Regions from separate parts of the Xenopus laevis genome. Here region 2 is linked to region 1. Evidence: chromatin contacts called from public Hi-C data. All regions are on one chromosome and are shown on one strand. Each heading gives the region's core, a stretch centred on a gene start, on an enhancer-like site or on the middle of the called end of the contact. The rest is flanking DNA. Distances are from core to core; before and after follow the strand shown. Region 1 holds the start of lrrc74b.L (leucine-rich repeat-containing protein 74B). Region 2 has its middle 12 kb from the start of slc7a4.L.

Evidence for each region. A called contact is a pair of places that touch in the nucleus more often than the background predicts.
Region 2: a contact with region 1 is called in a Hi-C map of animal cap, with 3 times the contacts expected there. The contact joins the enhancer-like site here to the promoter of lrrc74b.L in region 1. A contact is called at or near these places in 3 of 4 Hi-C or Micro-C datasets (the XL177 cell line, the XTC cell line and animal cap).

What each region holds. Positions count from the first base shown.
Region 1 is chr1L:162,978,478-162,982,955 of Xenopus_laevis_v10.1, forward strand. It overlaps lrrc74b.L (leucine-rich repeat-containing protein 74B), which reads left to right and starts at 2,585. Exons shown (of 13, transcript XM_018261397.2): 1 at 2,585-3,661. The coding sequence starts at 3,491.
Region 2 is chr1L:163,036,870-163,041,347 of Xenopus_laevis_v10.1, forward strand. No RefSeq gene overlaps it. Among protein-coding and RNA genes, the nearest start is that of slc7a4.L, 12 kb to the left of the region's middle. Within about 2 kb of position 1,817, at least 3 of the 7 cell types and tissues checked have an H3K27ac peak or open chromatin away from gene starts, as enhancers often do. A contact at or near this core is called in animal cap, where this site is marked.

The DNA of each region.
Region 1 (4,478 bases), core at 1,335-3,834:
GCTCACCCTTGAGATTTGCAACAAAGTATCAATTGGGTATCCTATTCAGAAAGAGCTACTTGTTAAGCAATTAAATAACAACTTGATAAACTGGAACCAAGCAGCAATCGTAATTGTGATAAACATAACCAAGAAAGTGTGTATCAAGCATAAAAGGTTTATACAGTCACAGACAAGGTTTCTTTCTCTCTTCTTTTTTAATCTTGGCCCTTTATCAAGTTTTCCTGTAGATCCTCCTTCATAAAGTGCTTTGTGCCATTGGGTTCTTAATCTGAGGAGATGTGGCATGTTTGAGAAGTATCTCTTTTATAACCCAAACCAATAAGGTATATATCTTACAGGGCATTTCATTTGCAGCCTACAAGTTTATGAATACAAGCCCATAACCACAAGATTCATCCCTGCTAAAATGCATAAGCAAATTTGCATAACCATAAATACAGGTATGTGACCTATTATCACAAATTCTGGGAACCACAGGTGTTTTCATAACATGCTTTAAAGGGGTGTTTCACCTTTCAGCCAACTTTTAGTATGTTATAGGATGACTAAGAAACTTTTCAATTTTTTTAATTCAATTATTTGCCTTTAAAATCTTCTGACTCTTTCTAGATTTCAAACGAGGGTCACTGACCCCATCTAAAAACAAAAGCTCTGTAAGGCTACAAATTTGTAGTTATTGCTACTTTTTATTACTCATCTTTCTGTTCAGGCCTCTCCTTATTCGTATTCCAGACTCATTCAAATCAGTGCATGGTTACTAAGGTAATTTGGACCATAGCAACCAGATTGTTGAAATTACAAACTGAATAAAAAGCTAAATAATTACAAAAACACAAATAAAAAAAATGAAAACCAAGTGCAAATTGTCTCATAATATCACTCTCTACATCATATTAAAAGTTAAATAAAGTGAACAACCCCTTTAATATTGCTGGATGACCAATATGGAGTTATACAGCTTTTTGAAAGTTACTTTTTGTTATTACAGAGAAAAGAGGAATCATCTAAAAAATGTGCTTAAAATAAACTTTATGCAGAATAAACCATGTCATTTGGAGCTTTTTGGATAATGGGTTTGGATATGCAGACGCCAAAAAAGTACTTATTTATTCACAGACATATGTATACACAAACAACGCATAATAAATTAGTTAGGAGGAACATATACAAATATGGGATCCATTATCCGTAAACCCATTTTTCACTGTAATAATAAAACAGTATCTTGTACTTGATCCCAACTAAGATATAATTGATCCTTCTTGGAAGAAAAACCAGTTTGTTCAGGGTTAATTAATGTTTACATGATTTTCTAGTAGACTAAAGGTATGAAGATCCAAATTATGGAAAGATCTATTATCTGGAAAACCCCTAGCCCTGAGCATTCTGGATAACAGGTCCCATACCTGTACTAACAAATAATTAAGTATTCAACATGCTGAACATCAATCAAGGTTTACTAGCCTTGTCTTTTGTTCATAAGTGCTGCTGGTGCACCATGTATGTTCCATAAATGCAAGACTTGTACCAAAATAAAATGTCTACGATGGCAAAAATATAACTGTAGCGCCATCTTTGCATCTGCATTTTTAAAGAGTTTGTTTGGCATTAAATTAAACTTGCATTAGCATGCTGTAGAGAGTGAGAAAATTGGTTTAAATAATTTTATTATTTGTGTTTTTTGAGTTATTTAGCTTTTTATTCAGCAGCTCTCCAACTTGCAATTTCACCAATCTGGTTGCTAGTGGTCAAATTACCCTAGTAACAATGCAGTGATTTGAATAAGAGACTGGAATATGAATAGGAGAGGGCCTGAATAGAAAGATGAGTAATAAAAGACAGCAATAACATTATGGGGTTATTTATCAAAATCCGAATTCATCTGATTTTTTAAAATAAAAAAGTCCAACCAATCCATGATTTGACCTTATTTATTATTAAAAAAGCATGATCCAGATTGGGGAAAAATTCAATGAAACCGAGTGAAAACCGAATCATATGATTTTTTTTATTTTTTTTTCCCAAAAACGCTAGTTTTTTGGGATTTTTCCCGAAAAGCCAGAATTTTTGTAATTTCTGCCTGAAATAGAAACTTCCAAATAGAATAGGGAACTCTCCCAGTGACTTATATGCAACCTCAGCAGGTTTGATATGGCGGATTTTCAGATTCTGACTTTTTGCAGCCTTGGGGTATAGTAAATCTCGAAAAATTCTAGTTTTTTTCCCACTAAAAATTTGGATTTTTTTGTAAAAGAATTCAAATTTGTTGAGTTTTTAGTATTCGGAATTTAATAAATAACCCCCTATATGTGTAGCCTTACAGAGAATTAATTTCTTAAATGGGGTCAGTGACCCCCCATTTGGAAGCTGAAAAAAGTCTGATGAAAAAGGCAAATAATAGAAAAAACATAAAATAATAAAATAATAAAGACTAATTGAAAAGTTTCTTAGAGTTGTCCATTCTATAACATACTAGAAGTTAACTTGAACCACCCCTTTTTATAAAGTTAAAGTTTCTGTATATTAAAAAAAGCAAACCTTTGAACATTATACATATACACACATAATTCATCAGTTCAAACTGCAAATAAAGAAAACCATTGTTCATTTCTTACAGACTTTTATTACAGGTATGTGATCTATTATCAAAAATGCTCGAGACGTTTGGTTTTCCCCAAAAGGGTTTTTTTATGGAATTTGCATTATGGACCCAATAGGATTGTTTTGCCACCAATTTGTGCATATATACATTACTCTCAAGTACAAAACACTTTTTAATTATGGCAGTGAAAAAGAAAATCATTTTAAAAATTTTAAATGCACTCTTTGGGGATGGCTTCTCTTTTCTGTAATTTGGAACTTTCTGGAAATTGGGTTTCCTGATATCTGTATTTTAGTTGCTTCATGCAGTTCAAAAAAGAGACATTTTAGCAGTGGGAACACATTGAGAAATGTAATGGAAAAAAAGGCACTTTTCAGACCCTACAAATATTCCTTCAGCTACATATTTACATGTGATAGTTTTCGAGTATAACAGACATGAGCCAGAGCAGCCACTGTTTAATAGCTGTACAGTAATGGTTGCCCAGCAGTGTTAGTGGAATGTTTTGCTACTGAATCACTGAAACAAGAATGACAAGCTGAGCTTTACACATCATCTCTATGACTACCATACAACAAGCTAGGCATTTTACCTAACTCGCTTGCTTAGCTGCCCAGCCCATCTGCCAAATGATTGGTTGAATACATCAGAAGAGACTGTTCACTGGCATCTTGCAATGCCATTCACATAACATGCTTAGCAGGCTCGGTTGCATGCACATAACTAATCCGTATAGAGACTCAATGTTTTGCTTTGCTTTGATTCAGTTCTTTATAGTGCTGTCCTAGCCTTTCCACAGTTTAAACATAGAGCTGGCATTTGTAGATCTTATATATTCAATGAAGATTGCTAAACCGTAGAATATCTTACTGCGGATACTTTAACATGTTGCTGGGCAAGAGGTTTACCAAGGATATTGGCTCAATGTTGCCTTCGGTGGAAGAGGCCAAGGATGCAGAAGAGGAAGAGAACATGCAGCCATGCCTAGGTGGGATCCCTAGCAGGCCTCCTAGCAGACCTCTGGCTCGCCTGAGCAGGGGAGGCGTGGAGAATAAAGTAAGTCACTTGAATCTTCTCTTATCTACTTTAAGAGCAGTGCTGTGCAACACTCATGGGCAGCTGAGAGCAGTGTGTGTGTGTGTAATTATAGCGATGAATACAGTTTCATTCCATGAGTTGGACCTTTTATTCAGCAGTCAGATCCACAGTAGCACATTTCTGGTCCAATATTCTACTGCATCACAGTTACCAAGTAGTAAGTAAAGCCAAAATATTTCATAATACTAGTGATCCCCAACCAGTGGCTCGTGAGCAACATGTTACTCACCAACCCCTTGGATGTTAGTCTCAAAGCAGGTGCTTATTTTTGAATTCCTGGCTTGAAGGCAAGCTTTAGTTGCATAAAAACGATCCCTAATTTAGCATCCCCATGGACTCTTTTCATGCTTGTGTTGCTCCCCAACTCTTTTTACCTTTGAACGTGGTTCAAGGATTAAAGATTGGAAGGGGTGTTAGAGCTCCATGTTGCAATTAATTTGATAAATGTGTCAATTCATTAACACTTTCTTGACTATCAAGAAAATGTTGCTACTGAGTGTGGTACATGGATCTAATGAATATATATTGCTAGAGAGATATTTATACATATGTCCATGCATTTTTTTCATTGTAAACACATGTACAACAAATGAATGGCAACTTATAGCACTGCAGGGTCTCTTGCACTTTTTGTTTCTTCTTGTTTCTTATTTAAGAGAGGGGTTCATTTCAATTTTCCCAGGGTAATAAATGACCTCATGCATTTAAAAACAATATCAACATCTTAAATCCAGATTTCAGTTACGAGTAGGGATGCATCCAGGATTCGGTTCGG
Region 2 (4,478 bases), core at 567-3,066, 58 kb after region 1:
TCTGACAATATCACTCTGGAATGTTGAACTCTCCCGTACTCATTTTACGGACAAGAAAGTACCTGACACCTCTGCTGAAGGATTTGTTTGCGTTGCTAAAGGTGGTAGACATGATAATAGCACCAAAGCAGGAAAGCCCCTGTTTTATTCCTGCTTGGGTGCTATTCTCATGTCTGCCATTAGGTGGGGCTAGGAAGCACAGGGATGGGCGAATTTGACCCGTTTTGTTTCACCAAAATTTTGCAGACGCCCAAAATTTTGTCGCGTGGCAATTTTTTTTTTTTTGATGCATGTCTTTTTTTTTTTGTCACACAACGCCATACAAGTCTATGGACATAATTTCTGCTGCGAAACAAGGCAAAAAAATTGGCCCATCCCTAAGCACAACCCATGTTGTGGTATAATACATTGCGAAGGGGAGAAACAATAGCTGTTTCAAAGCAGTTCCATCCTGAAGTGCTGGCTCCTTCTCAAAGCTCAAAGAATCAGGCACAATGCACTGAGATGGCTGCCTCCACACCAATATCACAGCTAAAAAAAAATACATTTGTTGGTTCAAGAATAAAATTTTAAATAGTAGAGTGGATTATTTTGCAATGTAAACAATGTAATTTAGAAATAAAAAGTAAACCATCAAAATCATGACAGAATTCCTTTAATATTTCTAAAGCAGATAGGACTCTATTAAAAAAAAACATTCTTACTGGTGTTTCCTAATGTGCTCACTTTGCCTTGCAGCTGTACCATGCTTATTTCGAGTACTAGTGTCACTTCTGTCCATCATGAGCATGCATGTGTAAAATACTTTGGCGACATCTTAATTCTATTAGCAGATTTTTTTTTAATATATTTCACAAAAATGATGATCATCTGCAAAAATAAAAAATACTAGCTATTTGGAAGAGGGTCATTAGACCTACTAATGTTAGAGCTATTGTTCAGGGGGATTTTCTTGTACCTTAACACAATATGCCTTACAGTAGCACTGAAGAGACTCCTGGAGAACTGACAGCATAACAAACAAAAACATGCATGGCATTACCCTACCAGTCAAAAGCTCAATGATGCAAAGCAACACTCAATGTTTTTTTTTTGCTACAAAACTGTGTTTAGGAAAGACATCACAGGTTTTCTGCAAGTCATTGACACTAAAAAGTTTTAGCTTCTATCTTAGAAAAAACACCAGACTCAAAGATAAAGGTATATTGGGAGCTGTTTAAATGATTTAAACATAAAAAGTTTACTTATTCTTTAAAGGAGAAGGAAAGGTTAAAACTAAGTAAGCCTTATCAGAAAGGTCCACCTAAATATACCTGTAAACCTTCAAAGTAGTGCTGCTCTGAGTCCTCTGTCAAAAGAAACACCACATTTCTTTCCTTCTATTGTGCACACATGGGCTTTGGCATCAGACTTCTTGTTTTCAACTTAAACCTCCAGGGCACGGGCTCAAGCATGCTCGGATTGCTCCTATCCCCCCCTTCTCTGCTATAATCTGAACCCACAGCTAAAAGTCAGCAGGGAGAGACTCAGGCAGGAAGTGATGTCACACCAAGCTAATATGGCAGCTGCTTTCCTAAACAGACAGAGAGCTTCTAGAGCTTTTTACTCAGGTGTGGTAAAACATTCTACAGAATAAATAGCATTCTAACTTGCACTGTTGCAGCTAATCTACTGGAAATAAAATGCCTCCGTAGCTTTCCGTCTCCTTTAACATGTTTTCTGCTAATCAAAAGAGAAAAGGCCCAGGTTACACAGCAGATGTGGGAATGAAGCCTGTCTGGGGCTGAGATGAGATTAGGCAGGGCCCCCTCCCTTCCCCCCAGGTCTGTCATAGTACCTGGCTGCCCCCAGCCCCCCAGGCTAGAACAATAGAGTGGCTGCCCAGTGGTGGGAAAAAGAGGGGCGGGACTGGGGGCAGAGCCAGGGGGTTGGTTGCTGGAGCTGGGTTATTAAGGCAAGGTTGGTAGTTTTGCAGACAGACTTACTGTTGTTTTTTGTTTCCCACTCTCCCTCCCTAGGTGAAGAAGGATCCAAATGAAGGTGCTACAGGGTATTTCATGACCAATCACTATGAAGGGGTCAGGAAGGAATTTTCCTCATAGTGCTAATTGGCTTCAATGCACTAGAGTTTTTGCATTCCTCTGGGGTACCATTATCTGTGTTGGCCAACAGTACTTACCTGGTACAGCTGCAGCTCTTGGGTTGTTGATGTGAGATGGCATCAGTGTGGCTCCATGAGCAAAAAGATGGTCACAGTGCAGGCCTACCCTTGTTGAGTCACTGGTGTGTATCAGACTTTGACTGCACAGTCATGCAAGAAGCCAGTTTAGGACCATTTGCGCACAATGTTGGGAGTAGAGGATGGGCTACAGTTCGGTTATGGAGGGCGTTTTGCCCCATGATCGCTGCTCCCCGGTTATATAGTATGGGCAGTGAGCCCACGTTTGAGCCGTAGCTGGGGTCAGGGTGTACCTAGTCCTTTTTTGCTAAATGGTTAAATAAAGCTGTGCCCTCCACAGATTTTACCACCATAAATGTCTCTGTGTCTTTAATTCTAAGGGGATGGGGGGGGATCCTTTGCCTAAAGCTCTGTAGAACATAATGTTATCTGTTATCCACTATTTTACCTGTGCTTTATAGCCTTTTTTCAATTTGCGACATTGCTACACAGCAGCTTGTTTATATGAACTATAGTAGTGTTTCTGAAGCAAACCGACCAGTTTTACCAGTGTAGGGCAGCACTACATTATATTTTCATTACTTTAAAACACTTTAGTTTGTTTATGTTACTGTTCCTTTAAGGGTAAAGGAGAAGGATCTACTGAAAGGAATACAATCTTTTACATACAACAGTAGTGAGGTTTGGGTCTGCACAAAACACTCGGATCGGACAGGCTTGTCCAATGGATTCCCAAAGCAGTGTGTTGTCAGCCCCCTTTATGTTTAGGCAAAAATTCGCCGGCAGGCAAAAAAAAATTTCTGACACCGTTTTTTTTTGACGCACGACGCCATACAGGTCTATGGGCGTCATTTTTCCTGCGAAACAAGGCGATAAAATTCGCCCTTGCCTACAAGTATGTAAATCATTGCATTGATCCTGGTCGGTTAATGGTTGGTGGTTGGTGAGGGTCGAACATTTTTTTAACCTGCCTATCTCTAAAGAAGAGTTCCTGACAATTGGTTTCAGGCCAAACACCCTAGCTAGGTAACTCCTGAACAAGCCACCTAGTGTGCTACTGAAGCCTGCACTGCTAGATGCTTTGAATTCCACAAAATAAAATTGTTTTATAGTATAAATTCCCATTTCTTTCAACTAAAATAAGTTTTGCACCACTAGTCAATCATGGCCACAGATGAGTACTTGGAAAGACGAAATACATACCCAAAAAGCCTCCAAAACAAAAAAAAAGACTCGAATGTCATGAGCAGTATCAAGAAATTAATGCAAAGATCCAAAACTAAATATACAAAACACATACTCATCACCTAAACCTGGTGTTTTTAAATGTGGTAACTGTGTAAGTTCAACAACCTGTGACTAGTAATTGAGTTTATGCACTCACAGGGGAAAGCTATAAAAGCAGAGTAACACAAGCATCAAATAATGTGGTATATACAGAAGGCAAAATTCCAGAGTAAATACTATCCAAAGTATTGCCCTGTTATGTACAAGTAGTATGAATTGTTAACATATCCCGACACCTGGTGGTTGCATTTGTGTATTGCACATTCCTTTCCAGCAACAATACCTTTCTGTTGTTTTTAATGTTTGCTCTGTCATTTTAAAGGCCTATTGTTATTATTGCTACTGCAACTATATTTATATTAAGCAAACGCATATCCTGCATTTAACCTGAAAATATTCCCAAAGGGGACCAAAAGTTTGGCTATTTGTCATAATGGACTAATACTTCAAAGATGAAACTGTGACATTTGTTTGGCAAAATCCCATAGTGGTGATACTGCCTGTGTCTGTGTATAGTAAAAAAACATATTCTGCAGTTCATGACTTCTAAGGAGTCATTATTAATTAATAAATTAACTACAGATTGAACATCAGCAAATCCAAGTGTGAAACACATTTTTGTACCTGCAGCCAGGTACATATTTTTAATGCTCCTATATACATTTATACACAAAGCTTCCCACTGATGAACTCAGCTATAGGTTTATTTTCCAGTATCTAATCGTCACTCTAAGTTAGTACTTGTGTTCAATAAGGTGAGCGAGTTAAAGAATATAATGGAGGTCACCAGAAGCAAAAAAAAAAAGGCCAAGGCAAATAAAGCATTGGCTCTGCTGCGAATTCTTTGTGAAAGATTCGACCGAATACCAACCCCTAATTTGCATATGCAAATCAGTGGGGGGAGGTGCATCCCTAGTTATTAATAGCTTTAGCAAAGCAATAAAATATGCTGGTATTTCTTTCATAAAATTTGACAACCACAGAGGTAGGTTCTTATTTTTACCCCTAGGGC